Regions from separate parts of the Sus scrofa genome. Here region 1 is linked to region 2. The links are chromatin contacts, called in public promoter capture Hi-C maps. All regions are on one chromosome and are shown on one strand. The core of a region is the stretch at or near the end of the contact, and the rest is flanking DNA. Distances in the headings are between cores, read along the strand shown. Region 1 holds the start of FRS2 (fibroblast growth factor receptor substrate 2). Region 2 has its middle 45 kb from the start of YEATS4.

What was found. Promoter capture Hi-C pulls out the DNA fragments that hold promoters and counts their contacts.
Region 1: a contact with region 2 is called in a promoter capture Hi-C map of liver, with 3 times the contacts expected there. The contact joins the promoter of FRS2 here to the enhancer-like site in region 2. A contact is called at or near these places in 1 of 5 promoter capture datasets (liver), 5 of 47 Hi-C or Micro-C datasets (embryonic fibroblasts, epiblast stem cells, fetal heart ventricle and 2 more) and 1 of 2 datasets of contacts at active chromatin or transcription factors (skeletal muscle).

Annotation. Positions count from the first base shown.
Region 1 is chr5:33,722,516-33,729,105 of Sscrofa11.1, reverse strand. FRS2 (fibroblast growth factor receptor substrate 2) reads right to left here and starts at 3,650. Exons shown (of 10, transcript NM_001243209.1): 1 at 3,503-3,650.
Region 2 is chr5:33,668,886-33,674,952 of Sscrofa11.1, reverse strand. No RefSeq gene overlaps it. Among named protein-coding and RNA genes, the nearest start is that of YEATS4, 45 kb to the right of the region's middle. Within about 2 kb of position 4,407, at least 14 of the 83 cell types and tissues checked have an H3K27ac peak or open chromatin away from gene starts, as enhancers often do. A contact at or near this core is called in liver, where this site is marked.

The sequences.
Region 1 (6,590 bases), core at 2,401-4,900, 55 kb before region 2:
TCTGAAATAGTTCCTCCTCCCTGCAACTGTTAATAGCATAGTATTCTTGGTAGCAATGGCAAGAAAGTTTTGTTTCCCAATGAGATTTTCAATGATCAGATTCTCCATCTGAAACTGCAATGTGAGGGAGCAGTATACAGACTATCAGGTTTTTTACCCACGGAAAAAAATTATCTAGTGTCTTTTTCTTCTGTTTTAAACAGATGCCACCTAAAATAAAGGTTTTTTTCTTTGCCTTTTCATCTAAACTGTTCTTTGGCTCTTTCGTCTTCTTATATAGATTCAACTAATACATCTATTTATATTATTCTCTACACCTATGTTTAATAAATGCTCTGCAATGACCTCTCTCAGGAACTACAAACCTATACTTCCAAAAACCTCTGAGCATTCCCAGTGTTTAGCAAGTATATAAAAACTTACCGATCTCATTAGGTCCTTTCTTGCCCATATTTCTAGTAATAGTACCACCACTCTCATCACCTATATTTTAAATGTGTCATCTTCAACCTCCACTTCCTCCAAACCTTTCTCACCAATTCCTCCTCCCACCCACCTACTAAATCATCCCAACACCACTGCCCTTCCCCAGTATTTATACTTATTGAAAGTAGGTTTGCTACAACCAATCATTCTACACACTACACCATTACACCTTGGTAATGTCACAATACCTCCCAAATATTCCTAAATACCACATTTAAACAATCCAGCCCCAAATTAAATTTCAAACCTCATCTCTTATTCCCTAAAATGTTTAGGTAATCGAGTCCACACTAACTGTCCCCTGAGAACACAATGAATTTCCCACCTCCACACTTGTGCTCACATCATTCCCTTTATTTGAAAAGCCTTCATCCACCTACTTCCAGTTCCTAAATTTGTGTCTTAGAAAAAGTCTTACCCTCTGAAATGTTGAACTCAGGTTACCAGTTTATTGGGAGGTAGCATGTTGTAGCACAAAAACATAGGCTTTGACACCAGGCAGATCTGGATTCAAATTGGGTCTCAATTACCTGCTAGCTACATAGTACAGATTAAGTTACTTATTTAAGTATCAGTCATTATTAAGCAATATGCTTAGGTGTTGTTGTGATGCTTAGAAAATGTATGTAAAAAAAAAAAAGAAGAAAATGTACGTAAAGTAACTAGCATAGAGCCTGGTGCTCACTAAATGTTCAATAAATAATTGCTTCAGAGCTATCTTTATAAGCATTATAAAGGCATTATAAAGGAATACTATACCTCCACCACTTTTCATTTTACTCTGGCTAAAAATGAACCCACTGTCCTTTAGTACAACTCCAAATTTTAGGTCAAACCACTCATGTAGCAAGTATTTACATTTATTTCTATATGTTGTAAATTTTTATGCAAATATCTGACATCACCTTCTTGATTTCAAACTATGGAAGAGCAACAACTTAATCTTAGTATGCTATATTGCCTAGCAGTGATTTTCATGAAGCACACAGCACTCACTTCCAATTGTAAAATTTAAAAATGTAATATGCCTAAATATTTAACATGCTCATTATGATTTCTGACACACTTTGGAAAACTATTGCCACGAAGCTTGGTTGTTGTGGCTATATCTTTACTTACTCTTACACGGCTGTCTAACATAGCTTGATGCCTAGCATAGCAATATCTGTTGAACTGACTTGAATAATATAATTTACAATGTAAATGTTCAATATCTACTGAATTGATGTGAACATAATTAAATTTACAACACCTGAAAGTATCTGATTTTCCCTACCTCTTTCTGTTCTTAAAAATCTTGAACTATTTCTCCTTGAAATACATTAACTATCATACCTTCATTCAGGACGGATCCATAACCGTATCTAACTTAACTCCTTTTCCAGATTCTCTCAATTCCAATATTTCAACCCTATGCTCTAAAAGAACTAGAGAATTTCAAGTAGCTAAGAATCTATGGTTTCTATCTAAATCTAAAAGTTGGACAACTAACTTTTTTGTCTACAATTTTTTCCAGGAACTTTAAAAATCATCCACCCTTTGCCTGTTAAATATCAACAAGCCTAAAATAAATTTTCTTTTGCATAAGAGAGCTCACTGAACTTGTCACTTCAGTCTATTTTCCCTAATTCATGATATTGCCTCCCCTTTCACTGGTGGGAGGAAAGAGAAGCAGATAAGAACCCCCAAAAACTACAGTATAAGCCCTAATATAAGCACCAGACAAGAAGTACATGAAAGTGTCACAGGTTTCACAAACGTGCTGTGTAGATACTTTATAAAAACAATGGTCATCCGCTGATAGTCAAAATCTGCAGTAACTGCTTTCTCTTACGATCATAATTTCAAAATCACGATTAAATTGAGTAAATCCTATTTCCTACCAACCTTTCAGGAGTAGCTTATTACCTAAAATCTGTTCACCAAAAAAAAAACTACCTACATCACTTGCTCCTCTAGGAAATGCTCAATTACTCCAAAGTAAACACCTCATAATATAAATTAAAAAAACATAAAACAAAACACCTCTACCCACTTGTGTGAACCTCTGCATTGCAGCAACAGCTGTAACAGTATAAGGAACCTCCTAGGAGTTATAGAGAACAATTTTTCTTTAAAAGTTAAGGAAAATGACAGTCCCAAATATGAAGGTATATAAACGTCGGGAAAGAGGAGGTATAATTCTCCAACCCTCTGCAGTCAATTTGTGCAACAACCACAGACTGAACTCATCATACAACTGTGACTTCAGATAGCCACAGAAATTAGGAGTACAGATTAGAGAATAGCATCATTTCTTACTGCCGAGAAAAAGAGGGAATTTACCTGAACTGCTTTTCTTCAAGCAAGCTGTTTTTTTTAAGAAGTCACTTCAACAACGGCTTGAGTAAGCTTTCAAGCGAGTAAAGATCATGGGAGGCGCGCTGCTCCCACAGTGACCTACGTATCCAAAACCGGTCCCAATCGATCCTGGGCAACCCCTAAGCGGGTCTGGTTGGAAAGCCTTGCAAAAGATCCCCGACATCTACACACGCATCGCCCAACCCTGGGTCGGAGGAGACAACACCCCTGGAACCCGAGCTAACTACCGAGCCCGAGGACAGATCCAGAGACAGCAAAAGTCGAGAACTACAGCCCAAGACTGAGTCTGAGGTCTAGATTCCCAGGCTCGGGTCGGAGAGAGAAAACCAAATCCGAGAGGCAGCGCGAGTACTTGGGGGAGCTTAAGTGAGGGGTCGGATGGACGGAGGCCCAGCCCATCCTTACTCTAGAGTCCCAACAGCAACAACAGCTCCAGGAACCCCCACCCCGGCTCCGCCCCGCCCACCCCACGGCCCAGCCACCCGCTTCTTCCCGCCCCGCAGGCTCGGCAAAGACCGCGGCGGTCGACAACCCCCTTCCTCGAACCCCGACAGCCCAGCCTGCAGCCCGGAGTCCCAAGCGGGCAGCGGGGGCCCGAGAGCGCCAGCCCCGACGCGGCCCGCGGCCGTCGCAGTCAGCTCCGCCGGCCACTCACCGTCCGCCTGGGCGCTGGGAGCGGGCAGGGCACGGGTCGGCAGGCGCGGACCCCCGGGCTCCCACCTAGGCAGGAGCCCCTCTTCCGAGCCGATCGAGCCTCAGCGGCAGTACCTACAAGGCCTCTCTCCGGCTCGAACTATGGAAAAGCACTTCCGGGGGAGCGGGGAGGGAAGGGTTTTGGCACCGGAACTGCTCACAGGCTGGAGCTGCCGGCGCCTCCCGGGCGGGGCGGGGTGGGGCGGGGCAGAGCCCCTCCCGCCGGCGCCGGCAAATCCGACGCTAACCCTTTCTGCGCCGCGGCCCCTCGATTCTCCAGACTCCCGCTGCCTCCTTCGACGTGTTCCACTCCAGGCACCTGCTTTTGCAGAAGAGGAAACCGAGGCTCGGAGAACTTAGATGCAACGGTCCAGCGCCTACAACCCGCCTCCTGGATCTCTCCAGTATTCTTACCACTCTAATCTGCCTCCTTTAAAAATAATAAGTTAACATATATTGACCGCATACTGCGTGATAGTCGCTGTATAAAGCGCTTTACTCAGTTTAATCATTCCCAAGCCCCTTGAGGTCGGTGCTGTTAGCTACATCTTGCAGAGGAGGAGACCAGTACCAATACAAAAACGGTGGCTCTTTATTTTAACTTGTGTGTATAAATCTCACCTACCCCAACACAAGTTTTAAATTCTTGGGGAGTTCCCGTCGTGGCGCAGTGGTTAACGAATCCGACGAGGAACCATGAGGTTGCGGGTTCGGTCCCCGCCCTTGCTCAATGGGTTAACGATCCAGCGTTGCCGTGAGCTGTGGTGATCCAGCGTTGCCGTGAGCTGTGGTGTAGGTTGCAGACGCGGCTCGGATCCCGCGTTGCTGTGGCTCTGGCGTAGGCCGGTGGCTACAGCTCCGATTCAACCCCTGGCCTGGGAACCTCCATATGCCGCGGGAGCGGCCCAAGAAATAGCAACAACAGCAACAACAACAAAAAGCCAAAAAAAAAAAAAAAAAAAAAAAGAATTATAAATTCTTTAAGGGCAGGAACTAAATTATATTCCTATATTCCATCATCACTTGGAATTTCAATAGAGGTCAAGAGCTTGGGGACTCTGGACTCTTACTGCATGGATCTTGTCGTTTATTTTTATTTTTCCACCCTGGGCGAGTTGCTTGACCTCTCTCAGCTTGTTTCTTTATTTGTAATACAGTTGATGTATTTGATGTGTGTGTATGCATATATATATATATAATCATCTCTGGATTTTTGTAGGAATTCAAAATGAAAATGCTTGATAAGCTGTGGTGTACTAGTATCCACGTAGGACTGGGTAAAAATCAACAATTTTCTTCCCTCATCACTAATAAGAACAATTTTTCCTCTAGTAGAGTCACTTTAGCAGAGGGTAATTTTGAAAACTATGGGTTAGCAACAGGCGATAGAAAAGGTTAGTTAAGGAAATAAAGAGTAGAGGTTTTGGCAAAGGGAAAAATGAAGGTAGGTGAGCCAAAGAATGTCCTTGGGGCCAGCCTGGATACTTGTGACGCTATGAGCTGAGACAGTTTGAGGACCTAGAGTCAGATGCCAGGCAGGGAAGAAGGGGAAAAAAAAAAGGGATACTTTAACCACAAAATCAGGAAGGCACCGAATATCTGAGGCAGTTTCTGTATCTGAGACCAGATAGGCGGGTGGGGTGGAGGAAGAGCCTCTTAGCATGAACACTATCTGCAAAACAAATTTACAAGCATCTCTTCAAACTGTAGAGGAGGAGAAGTCTTTTTTTTTTTTTTTTTCCTATTAAGAAAGGCAGGGGAAAGGGAAATAGTTCAGAACCTGCTATTATGAATTTAAGATGCAAACGATGCCTTTGCTTTGGGTTTGCTTTTGTGTTTTTTTTTTCTTTTTAACAGCACTGTCTTGTTTATTTTATTTTTATGATCACAGAAGTGTTTGTAAATACTTCTCTAATACCCAAATTTACCAGCCTTTCGTGCCTTGAAGTGTAAAGAAGTGAAAAACAGAGCCTGGGTTGGCAGAACTCGCTAACTTCTCTTTCCACCAAGGGCTTAGAAGGCCAGTGAGAGGAATCCTGAATTGCAGATATTGTCAGGCTCCCTGTGGGATGCAGACATGCTAAAGGTTTGTCATTGAATCTAGACATCTAGCTAGTAAATGGTGCAGCCAGGATTTGAATGCAAGTTTTCTCTTCAGCTGCTTTTCACTTCGCTGCCAGTTGTTCACAAACTTGAGAGTGCGTTAGAATTACCTGGAGGTCAGGTTAAAACACAGATTGCTGGGCCTCGCCCCCAAAATTTCACTTAACTCTACTGGTGCTTCTCTGTGTAGTCTCTGGATTAGTAGTAGCCTCAACATCATCTTTGAATTTGAATTTGTCACAAATGCAAATTATCAGGCCTCACTCCAGACCTTGTGAATCAGAAACTCTGGTGTGGGGCCCAGCCATCTGTGTTTTCACTGAGAACAGTGATTCTTTTTTTTTTTTCTTTTTTTTTTTTAGGGCCGCACTGACGGTATATGGAGGTTCCCAGGATAGGGGTTGAATCGGAACGGTAGCCGCTGGTCTACTACCACAGCCACAGCAACTCAGGATCCGAGCCGTGTCTGCAACCTACACCACAACTCACGGCAACACCAGATCCTTAACCCACTGAGACCAGGGATCGAACCTATGGTATGTCCTCATGGATGCTAGTCAGATTCGTTTCCGCTGAGCCATGCAGGAACTTCCCTTCTCAGTGATTCTGATACATTCTCAAGTTTTAGAACCTCTGTACTCTGCTATCTCGTCTTCCACATATCCCCCCTTTTTTCTAAACATCCCCCACGGAAATAACTCTACTAAAGCAAAAGTTCTTCCCAGTGAATTAAATGATGTTGAAGCATTTTTACTCACGTTTTGCTCGCACTGGGAGAGGAGGCTAGAAAAAAAATTCATGGAGGATTCTTTTTTGATTATTTTCAATTTGTACTGAAATTTAACCAGATAATACTGGGTTGGGGGGTGGAACTAATCTTATTTGAGAACTACTCTGTGCCAGGGCTTTACATGCATTTTCTAAATTACTCTTCACAAAAAAAAAAA
Region 2 (6,067 bases), core at 3,158-5,657:
GGGATCGAACCCATGCCACAGCAGCGACAACAATGGATGCTTAACCCACTGAGCCACCAAGGGAACTCTGGTAATCTCTGCTTAGAGTTCCCTAATGACATTATGTTCAAAGTCCTTAATCTTCTCTCATTCACCTCAACCCTCATTCCCAACATTTAATATTTGTTTTTCACTCTTTTTATCCCTCTCATCTGAAAGAAAAGGTGTCTCTTCTCCCTAAAGATCTCCTACCCCTTGGATCTTTTGCTCCAGACTCTTTTTTTTTTTTTTTTTTTTTTTTTTAGGGAAATGCACTTTTATTTATTTATTTGTTTTTTATGGCCATACTTGCAGCATAGGGAAGTTCCTGGGCCAGGGATTGAATCAGCGGCTAGATCCTTTTAACCCACTGCACTGGGTCAGGGACTGAACTTGTGCCTCCGCAGTGACCCAAGCCACTGCAGTTGGATTCTTAACCCACTGTGCCACAGTGGGAACTCTGCCCCAGATTCTTTAATCTTCCCTTTGGCACCAGTCACTCCAATCTCTAAAACACCTCTCAGACTGGTTTCTCTTGCACTGCCTTGTATTTCAAAAGATTCCTGTCCCATCATCGATACTTTCAAACTTGGCAAAGGTTGCTAGAACTGGTAGCTCAAATATCAGATGAACTCAATAAAAAAAGTTTCATTGGACTCTGACAGAGTTTTATAAATTGGGAGACTTCACTTAAAATAAGGATTTTGGTCTTCCCTGTAAAGGTCAGACACCTGGCTACCCTGGGCCAGTCTTTCCAGGTAGTAATGATGGTCTGGGCACCGCTACTACCTGTGGGTGGGGCAGGTGATCAGCAGGTCATCATGGTCTCCTCTGGCTCTTTCTGCTCCCTTCTATCACCTGTCAGGTCCTTGTATGCTCTTGGGTACCCTTTATTAGAGTTTGGTTTTGTTTCTACCTTTCAATGGGAAGTTCCCTCTTGAAAGTCCCTGGTGACTTTCCAGTTATGAGATAAACAGCTGTGTGCCCCTTCCTCATTGTCCTTGAACTTTGCACATCTCCCTATCACCTCTCTCGAGACCACATCCAGCTCAGCTTCCTTGGTGCCATATGCTCCTGGTTCTATTAGATCCTTACGGCCAATTTTGCTGGCTGTTTTACTCCCGCTCCCTAAATGAAAGCTTTGGTCCTGGAATTTTCTACCTAAGACCCCATTCACCTCCATGGGCTCACCATGTCATGGCTTTTGCCATCCATCCTTTTATGTGAAGAGCTGCCAAATTTCTCTCTGTCCCTAATGTCTCTTCTTCATGTTCTTTTCACGGATCTCCCGTGATCTGCTGGAAATAGCCTCCTGGATACACATGCAGCACTTTGGCTTTAATACATTTGAAACATAACTAATTATCTTGCCCCCCACGCTCTCCCCAGACCATACAGGTGCCTGACTAGTTAACTGTCAATGGACTTCTCACAGCAACCCAGACTGCGAGTCACTTTACCCATTTCCTTTGACATCCAAAGCATTTCTTCAGGTCCTCAAAACTCCCGGCCCCCCAACTGGCCTCTCTGCCTCCTGCCCCTCATCCATATCTCATTCCTTACACTGTGGCAAAATCATCCTTCTAAAGCACTACTGGGATTGTGTCTTTCTACTGCTCTACATTCAGTAGCTGAGAGAATATGTTGAGATGTGTGATCAGTCAAGACTCCTGTCCATGTTCTTCTCAGCAGCCCAGTTATAGTTTAACCTCAAAGCAATGACTGTCCACCCTTCCCACACCATTCTTGATGGATCAGAGACTTTCAGTAATTCTCCATCATTTGAAAAAGAAAAATTCAAAACCTATGACCTTCGGCCATCCGGGCTCAACTAGGTTTCCAACCTTATCTCCCACTGCTTCCAGCCACCAACCTAATGTCACCTGAACAACTTGAAACTCACCAGACAACGTGAGAATAATTCATGCTTTCTCCCTCTGCTGATGCAGGTCCATTGTTTGGAAGATCCTCCAAGCATCCTTTAGGGCCCATCTCAAATGTTTCACTGATAATGCCACCAGTCACACACATTCTTGTATTGTGACCCACACTACACTGTACCCCCTTCAGAGCAGGGACTGCATCCTTCTCCATCTTTCATCCCGTCAGGGTGCCCAGCACATGGCATCCTTTCAATCAACAAGCATCCAGGAGTTCCCGTCGTGGCTCAGTGGTTAACGAATCCGACTAGGAACCATGAGGTTGCGGGTTTGGTCCCTGCCCTTGCTCAGTGGGTTAAGGATCCGGCGTTGCCGTGAGCTGTGGTGTAAGTTGCAGACGAGGCTCGGATCCTGTGTTGCTGTGGCTCTGATGTAGGCCGGAGGCTATAGCTGCGATTCGACCCCAGCTCGGGAACCTCCATATGCCACGGGAGTGGCCCAAGGAAAAAATGGCAAAAAGACAAAAAAAAAACACAAGCATCCAGACAGGCCTTCTGCAATAGCAGATGCTGAGCCAGGTGCTGGCATACAGACGTGTATGAGGCACAGCCCGGCCCTGATGGGGTTCTCATTCTAATAGGCAAGAATGACACAGAAACACGAGACTATAAATTATGATGAGCACAGTAGAGGTATATGCACAGTAAGAGAGGGTTTATTCATGGAGGGGTGACTGAGAATGGGAAGGTGGGGACTCAGAGCATGTGACACTTGAATTAGGCACCAAAGAGAGAATGTTCAGAGAGGTGGACAGGAGAAACAATTGCAGCAAAACTTATGTCAACCATACTTACAACTAATTGACTTTTTTTTTTGTTTTGGTCTTTTTAGGGCTGCACCAGCGGGATATGGAGGTTCCCAGGCTAGTGGTTGGATTGGAGTTGCAGCTGCTGGCCTACACCATAGCCACAGCAATGCTGGATCCGAGCCGTGTCTGAGACCTACACCACAGCTCACGGCAACGCCAGATCCTTAACCCACTGAGCGAGGCCAGGGATTGAACCCACGTCCTCATGGACACCAGTCAGGTTTGTTAAGCGCTGAGCCACCACAGGAACTCCTTATTGGCAATTATGACGATGGTAAGGTAGCAAGGTTGAAGGATTCGCCCAAATGTATTTAGATTATGTGGGTTTTATTCTGATATGAAACCGATAAACAAGAGTTAACTATCGCACAAGGATGGATTCTACCAAAGGAAGTGTGTAGAGGTCACTCTAATTCTTGGTTCTTAACTCCTTCCAACATATATACCTGTTGACAGGTAAATGTTTTAGACCAGCAGTTATTTATTATTGGCATTTTAGAAAAGAGAGAGAGCGAGAGAATGAGTTGTCAATCAGAAAACGATACAAATTGCAAGCAGAATATCTGCAGTCCAAAACCGACTTAGATTTTGGAACTCTGCCATCCTCCAAACATGACTAGAACAGCATTATCACCTGCCAAGGCTGAAGTCACTGCTAGGATGGCCTTCCTAATACAAGACAATCACCAGAATCTTTGTCAGAAGAATGACCTTTGATTTCTTTGCTAGAATACACAGCTTTATTTGACTAAGATAAACAAAAAAGTCAGAGACTTTAAATATAACTGATTCTATTTGATCATCTTAACGGAAATCTCTTTCTCCACGAGAAAAGATTCCCTATCGGCAGTTGTTTAAAGGGACATCTGGCTTCAAAAGCTTTTATTGCCTTTTTTTTTTCTATCGTAAAAATATAAAGTGAAGCATTTCTGGGGAGGCAAGCAACAAAAATGTCAACATCAAATTAAGCCCTGCTGATTTCCACTGCGATTGTTTCCACAATAACAAGAGGTTGCTGGTTGTTTTTACAGAAACACCAATAAACAGTCCTAGAAACACAGCACATGGAGCGTGATCGATAAAATTAAATATCTTTCCATTTTAAAGTTAGTCCTAAAACATCACAGGATTCCTAGTGGAGAACACAGATGATTAGACTTGAAAAGCAAACGATTTACAGTCACAGGAGTTTGAGCCTCCCGCCCACGCATCCTTTATGCATTAGTTGGTCACCCTTTCTCATCTGCTCCAAAGCTTCAAATGTATTCAGCCAAGATCTGATCACAGAGCCCTGACCAAACCGGGTACTAGCCATCCATGTCCAACCGAGTGTATTTTTATCATCAAAACCAAGCACTGGAAGTCGGTCACTACGCACAGAACTGAGAGGTGAGTGGAGCGGCATAGGTGCCTTGTAATATCAAATCCAGACCTTGGTGAAGCCAGCCTGGGTCATCGGGCAGCGGTGGGAAGGTTGCAGGGGGGCGGGAAGGGAACATGACCCACTTGTGCAGTCTTGGGCTGCCCTTTGAACCAAATCAATGGAAATCTTTCCTTACTTGTGACAAGTGCCTCCACATACTGATAAGCACCATTTGGAAATCTTCACCATTCTGACAAACATCACAAGGCCACTGTGAGCATTACTGCTTTGAGCCTTTCCCTGGGACAAGACAATCACTTCGCAATATGCCTCCTGGGCAAACTCCACTGCCCTGGCTCATGGACTGTAAATATAAAAATCAAGAGAATTTCTTCTTCTTTTTTATTGCTTGCTAGACAACAAATTGAACACAACAGGGAACCGAAAAGCCTCTAAAGTGATGTTAATGTTGCTTTAGTGGTGGGAGAACAACTGATTAAACCAGGTTGAGTTCTTTGTACCTCTTTGCTTTTTGAAGCACAGCGTACAGAAGGTGAGGGCTAGTGGGAAAGAGGGAATGGAAGCTGGGATGAGCTCTTCTTCCACTGAGTTGGGACGTGGGGCCTGGAAAGTGCCAGGCCTGGCGGATCCAGCTGCCTTTGGCTCCCAAGGCCGGCGTAATGGCTCTGTTCTCACAGAAGTGCTGACAGAACATGACGAATAGAAAACAGATGTGAACTGACCTTCCAAAAATGTATTTCAAGGCTTCTTAATCTTCATAGGCATCCTTCAGAGTGAGAGGTGCCACCTTCAGGCAGTGATGTACATGACATTTAAAGAAGGGCTGCTGTTCCTGCCTGGGAAGCCCTGGCCAGCATCCCCACCCCCGTTCTCTCACCTTTCTCCCCCAATTGCCCTTCAGACAGCTTTCCCCTCCGAGACTGCTTCACTGTGATCATCTCCCTGCACACACACGATTTCCCCCACCTGTCCCCCACCTCAACACACACATGGTCTTGGCTTTTATAAACATACCACCCTTTACCAAGCATTGAGCCACCTCACTCCCAATTCTGGACCTATACTTGCTTTGAAACTATCACTCTCACTGGGTCCAGCACTAGCTCCAAACACTTTTGTGCCACTAAATGCTAGTTTGGAACCACTGAGGACTCTGGACTTTTGTCCACTTAACAACTTAAGTTAGAAATACTGGAACAGACAGGTACAAAGGCCAGTTGGGGAAACAAGTTCTCCTGTCCCTCTCTTCCTGCCTTCAGGGTCCCTGGCTCTGAGGGCAAAGTACGGCTCCTTGTGCATGTGATGTAGGCTTGAACCATGCGTGATTCTACGGATTTTGAATTGCTTGGCTTATGTTCTTCGTGGGCACCGGTCTGTATCCTGCAGGAATGTGGGTGGAATTTCCCAAAGTTTTGCCCTTTCAATAGCTACAATACTTTGTCAAAGACTTTTTCCCTTGCCCAAGTTGTTGATATCTCACAAAATAATTTATGACAACATTGTCCCTGAGAAAGAAAGTCATATAAATGCAAGGCACTGCAAATTCACTCCCAAGGCTGCCAGTGAGCAATGGACTACATTACCCCAGTGAATCTCAAATCAGTTTGGCTTCAAAGTTTGGCCACTTCTCAGTGAGCCAAACTAGCTCTCACCCTGGAGGTCCAGGGTATTCTCTGCTTAGGAACTCAGTGCATGCTCCCACTTCTAGACGTCACATGCCAAGAAATTCCTATCTTGTTTTAAAGTAAACTAAACAGCATGTTCTGGACAGAAAGGACTTCAAGTCTGTGGAACCTGAATACATGAATCTCTTTTCTATTCCAATGATACTGGAATAAATCATTCGGGAGTTCCTGTTGTGGCTCAGCAGGTTAAGCACCTGACACAGTGTCCGTGAGGATGCAGGTTCAATTCCTG